2 separate regions of the Mus musculus genome follow, and region 1 is linked to region 2. The links are chromatin contacts, called in public ChIA-PET maps. All regions are on one chromosome and are shown on one strand. The core of a region is the stretch at or near the end of the contact, and the rest is flanking DNA. Distances in the headings are between cores, read along the strand shown.

What was found. ChIA-PET counts read pairs in DNA pulled down with a chosen protein or histone mark.
Region 1: a contact with region 2 is called in an H3K27ac ChIA-PET map of liver, with 10 times the contacts expected there. The contact joins two enhancer-like sites. A contact is called at or near these places in 5 of 39 promoter capture datasets (the C10 cell line, cranial neural crest, liver and 2 more), 6 of 484 Hi-C or Micro-C datasets (cranial neural crest, embryonic fibroblasts, embryonic stem cells and 2 more) and 1 of 115 datasets of contacts at active chromatin or transcription factors (liver).

The regions. Positions count from the first base shown.
Region 1 is chr3:19,043,462-19,046,365 of GRCm38.p6, forward strand. No RefSeq gene overlaps it. Among named protein-coding and RNA genes, the nearest start is that of Armc1, 120 kb to the right of the region's middle. Within about 2 kb of position 1,315, at least 4 of the 459 cell types and tissues checked have an H3K27ac peak or open chromatin away from gene starts, as enhancers often do. A contact at or near this core is called in liver, where this site is marked.
Region 2 is chr3:18,158,616-18,161,465 of GRCm38.p6, forward strand. The region is part of intron 1 of Cyp7b1 (cytochrome P450, family 7, subfamily b, polypeptide 1); the gene reads right to left. Among named protein-coding and RNA genes, the nearest start is that of Gm23686, 18 kb to the right of the region's middle. Within about 2 kb of position 1,571, at least 4 of the 459 cell types and tissues checked have an H3K27ac peak or open chromatin away from gene starts, as enhancers often do. A contact at or near this core is called in liver, where this site is marked.

The DNA.
Region 1 (2,904 bases), core at 65-2,564, 880 kb after region 2:
TAATGCCACTTTTGGATAAACATAACCATAGCAAATATTTGGTGAGAACACATTCTGGCATTTGCAGCTTTCCAAAAAAAAAAAAAAAAAAAAAAAATAGGTAGATAGATAGATAGATAGACAGACAGACAGATAGATGAAACTATTTTGTTTGTTTGTTTGTTTTTTTAAATATTTAAACTGACAGACATGTTTTAAAGGATAAAGGGACCTTTTGCTCTGAATAGCAATTAAAAGATTCTGGATGTGTGTTGATCATAGGTGGAGGAGACAGAGAAAGGAAGAAAGAGGGAGGGAGGAGAAGAGGGGGGAGAAAGTGTGGCTGCTGTCACAAATGTCCCCCCTCCATCTCAGGTTCTGGCCTACTTTTCTTTATGGAATTACCCACTCTAAGCAGCTTTATCATTTCCGGTTCTGGATTATGAGAACCCTGGAGGAGAGATGGATTATATCTTCTGTTTCCAGAGAAGGAAGGTAGATGCTGCCATTTTAGGAATTAGCTTTTGCAAGACACATTGCTGTTCCTTTTGCTTATTAGAAGGGATTCTTTGATATTAGAATTACCCTATGGAGATTTTTTTTCAAAACAGGGTTTCTCTGTGTAGTCCTGGCTGTCCTGGAACTCACTCTGTAGACCAGGCTAGCCTCAAACTCAGAAATCCGCCTGCCTCTGCCTCCCAAGTGCTGGGACTAAAGGCGTGCGCCACCACTGCCTGGCTTGGAGTTGTTTTGAAAATACTGTTTTTATAGTGGCTGCTCTCCTGTGCTCTAATACAGTTTGTTAGTAACTACTGTTCTACCTTGGAGCATTTTGTTGTCTACTCTTTGTCTCCATTAGCTAAAGCAATGACTGCCCAGCAGCAGAACAACCCAGGCTATTTTGTGGCCAACATCTCTTACTTTATTTTCCATTGCTATGATGAAACAAACTGGAAAAAAATTGCAACTCAAGGAAGAAATGGTTTATTTTAGCTCACAGTTCCAGGTGCAGTTCATGATAGCATGGCAATCAACACAGCAGGAGTCTAAAGTATATGCTCACATCACACCCACTCTCGGGAAACAGAAAAGGAAGAAAGAACCCTGACTCCCCAGTTCTCATGTTTACAGAACCATGATCATGTAACAGGCATGTCAGTCACTATGTGCTGATCTTCCCAGAAGAAGTGATATAATTATTCATTACAGACACTCCCAGAGTCCATCTCCCAGGGGAGTCTAGATTTTGTCAAATTGACAATTAACACTAACCATTGCAATCTCTGTTATTTATTAAGGGAATGAGAAACGGTTTCAGCAAACATGTTGGTATCTGCCAGCCTTTGGGAAAGCAGTGAAAAGTGCAGGCTGCTCGCAGAGTGTGTTAAACTTTACTCTAGGTACAAACTAACTGTAAACTAAAAAGGACACAAATGCCAAAATACTTTACATATTGACTGCTGACATGGTGGCATGCCAAAATCCTTTTCAGAATTATAAAAGGGGCTTAGAAATCGCCCATAGAGTGAGTGCTGGCCCCCAAACTTGATAAACTGAGTTCAGTCTTCAGATCTCATGTGCTGGAAGGAGAAAACTCCTAAAAGGAGTTGTTTGGCCTCCACATGCATGTGTACAAGTAAATAAGACTTAAAAATGTAAAGCATTTTACAGATGTTCCTAAAGCATACAAATTGTATCATCTTTAGTATCCTTGTATATAAGACCCTGTTTGTTCTCAGGTATCTGACTCTCCAGGTTGGCTTTCTATATTGACTTTAAACAAGTCACACTCTGTTTACCACCTGGGTCACTGCTCAGGTGAACCAGTGGCTCTGGTTCCATTCCTTGCACCAAGCACACGTAGCACCAGTTTACGGCCACCTGTAAGTCCAGTTCCAGGGGTATCTGACAGTCTCTTCTGGTCTCCATTATCATGCATGCATGTGATACACAGACATACATGCAAGGAAATCACACAGGTGAAAAATAAAAATGAAGTCTCCTTGATGAGAAGTGAAAAAAAAAAAAAAGAAAAGAAAAAGAAACCTAGTCTTAATACCCTCATCTTTACCAATATCCCTGTCAGTCACCAACCGTCACCAACATTATTGTTCTGGGTTTATTTTGAGACAGGGTTTCACTCTAGCTGTCCTGGAACTCATGATGTGCCCAGGGCTGGGCCTAGAACCCACTATGATCTGCCTCCCTCTGTCTCTCCAGTGTCCAGATTAAAAGAGGAAAATACCACCAGCAGCTTGTGCTACCGTTAAACCTCTAAACCAAGCTCCAAGCTGAACTCAGATTCGTTTCTCAGCAACATAAAATGATCAGTCATTAGCTAGGACGTTAGCTAGGCTTTCAGCTATCTACAACAACAAAATGAACTATGAGCTACACAGATGCAGAAAAGAAAATAAAAACAACTGATTATAGCTATGAAAATACAAGTCATGAAACCCACTGTCAGCAGCAGGGCAACCAAAACTAAGGGTTAATGAAGCAGCTCTGTAGAACCCCACTGATTTGGAAGCTAGAAGAGGAGTCAAAAAGGATGTGAGGGTGGGAGGATGGAGAGGAATGCTGTGAAATTCATGCTCTTGTCATAGCATGGCTGTGTCACATATGAACTTGAAGCAGCTGTGGTAACACAAGATCTACACAAGATCAAGCAAACAAGAGTGGGCAGTACTCCAGCAGGTGGCAGTAATAACACTCAGTGGGTTACAGAAAAAGTCAGGGGAAAAACAGGAAGTGGGAAGAGGCCTTGGAGGGAGCTTGGAAAGAGAGATAGTGGGGATCTAGGGATATTTAATGATCAAAATATGTTATATATATATGGATGAAGTAGTCAAAGAATAGGTAAAAAGGTATTCCAAAAAAGTAAAGTAAAAAAATTAAATGTATTGTCAGAGATCAAATAGAAGC
Region 2 (2,850 bases), core at 321-2,820:
GGGTTTCTGGCTCTCTTGACAATGAAGACTCCCTCTAGTGGTTAAAGAAATAAATGTAAACTCTCTTTTAACCAAAAGGGTGATTTATTTATTTATATATTTATTTCTCTAACTAGGATGTTTTCTAAAGGAAAAAAAATGAGTATTTTTAAAGCTCTCTAAATAAGACAATTATAAATATTAAGATGCAAAATTTAGATTGTATCCTTAACTTATGAAAAAGTATACAGTAAATGAAAGTTATAATTCTGATAGTCTGAGTATGATAATAAAAGAGTGATACATATTTAAAAAAAGAAGATCCACTATCTATTTCATTAATGGAGGCATGACTAGTGGCTGTTTGCACAAATCGATGCTTTCCAAAGCAAGTTACGTGGCTCTTCTACAGGAGCTACAATCTAATGATTGCAAGGAACACTTCATTTAACATAATAAATATTTAGCCTGGTTAAAAGCGATATTATGTGAAAATTTTTAACTGCAAAGAAAAAGGTGGCAAATGCATATAGATTATTTTTACCATCTAATTTTCAATCCCTTTTCAGCTGAACAACAAAACACTGAGACCCACAGAACTCAAATGACTAGCTCCAAGTCAGAGAGACAGAGAAAAAGACCAGGAGAAGCCGGTTCCCTAAGCTGCAGCCTCTTTAGCTGCTCCCAGGAGGGCCTCCCCATTGCCACCTTCCTCCTGTTTATTCAAGATGAAGCTTGATCTGTGACTGTCTAAACCGCAAGTGTAAAGCCTCTATTCTTTTCAGATTTATAGACTTTAGCATTTTGTTTATTGTTCAGAACACCCAGAGAAGTATTTGTGGGCGCATTGACCCATCTCCGAGAGATTTATTTTACAACATGAAAATGGAAGTTAAAATTAGAAACTACCTAAATGCTAGTGGAATTCTGGTCTTAAGTCTCTCCCAGTTACTGTGGACTTGAGAGCTCAGCCACTCCTTGTTTGTTGTACACGTATCACTTATGAGGTTGAGTAAAGAGAAAAATGAACCAGATTAGTAAAAGTGCTTTGAAATGTGTGACAAATGCTATAAAATAAATTTTTGTTTTAGTTACTCAGAGTTATATCACACTGGGAAAAAGGCTGTTTCATCTACAGCTTCAGTTTCTTTGAGGGAGAGGAAAATAAAAGAAACTTGCCAATTGTTTTGTAGAATAGTAGATACAGAAGATAGTCACAGCTTCCCTGTAGGAACAGGCTCTGCATGGCAGGTTCTGGGGTAGGTACCGGAGAATGTGATGGTCTAACATCTTCGCTTAAAGATTTGGCATCTGGTTTGTAGTAAAGTGAAAATTCTGTTACAATCATACCTATGAGTAACTGAAGTTAAACTCACCTATAAGCACTACTGTGCATTGGCAATACCTAGAGAATACCAAACACATTCAGAAATTTGAAGTTTTATAACCTAAAACCTTTTTATTTCCCTTCTTATCAATCTAGATGCTGAGCTCTGAGATGGGCCCTTGTCTGTGTCTGCCCATCCTGTAAGATGGTGCCAGGAGCAGAAGAAGCATTCCTATTGGTTGAATCTGAACTCCACCCTGGAGGACAAAGGGCAGAGGAGATGAGCTAACAATATCTAGGGATACTTTGCCATCTCACGAAGATAGGCTGTCTGTCTGACTCCTGCTACCAACTGAGTGAAGGTGGTTTATTATATTTTCTAACACATATCCTGACATTATGCAACATTCCCAAACTGCCCTGTATTTTCCAACCTGGATGAAAGAAGATGCATGACATTTCTGCCCTTGCTGCTGTTGATTTGCAAGTCAAGAGAGAGAGAGAGAGAGAGAGAGAGAGAGAGAGAGAGAGAGAGAGAGAGAGAGAACAGCAACCTGAACCCTGGAGTAAACACAAAACCCCAAGAACAGTTAGTGTTTCTTCTTAACTCTTTAAAGTTTGACCGAGAAAGACAGGCCTGGGCTTTCCAGGCTAGATGCTTCTACATACATGGCATCCGTGTGTGTGTGTGTGTGTGTGTGTGTGTGTGTGTGTGTGTGTTTGTGTGTATTGTCTGCCAAATATAATATAAAATGTTCCACTTAAATGATTAAAATGGGGGAAAGAAGGAATTTTACCAGATCCACTATTCTTTTGAAATAATATTTAAAAAAAAAAAATCCAAAACATGGGGTAAAACAAGCTTCCTTTTGTTTTCATACAAATCAAAAAGAGTTCGAGAAAGCATTCACAGCAAGCACTGTCCAGCGAGGACCCGGAAAGAAGCATACAGTGGAGCCAGATGTTGGGGTGATTTGTGTCAGAAGGGCACAGGAGCATGGTGTTGATTTCAATGGCTGCTGGCAGAAGCTTTGCTCCAGCAGCAGGGGGAAAACCCTGAACTAATGGAATTCTTCCCTACTCTTTCCCTCGCTCGCTAAGACACCCTAAACCACTAGTCAGTGGTGCTGATAGCTGTCAAAGAAGCTGAATTCACTGGCCAACCCTGCCAGCAGGGATCACATCAGAAGGGAGATGACTGAGTGAACAAGGGCGTCTCCAGGCTGTGCCATTTTATATCCCACTCAACCTTCAACAGCTGTTTCTTGAGCGAATACAGACTTCAAATAATTATGTGAAAAGAACAACAAAATTCCAGATGTAGACAATGTTTATATGTATTCCTTGGCCCTTGATTGGGCCCACAAAGGGGGACGAGCAATGTCATGTCTGAAGGATGAGAGCTTATAACCAGGTGGAATTAGAACCAACAGTTTCTCTTATTGGCACTCCCAGCCAAGGTCTCAAAAGAGAACATGGTAAAGTGGTTTTGTATCAAGCGGATTTTTTTAAACAGAAAATGCAGAATGGTGTGTTATAGTTTT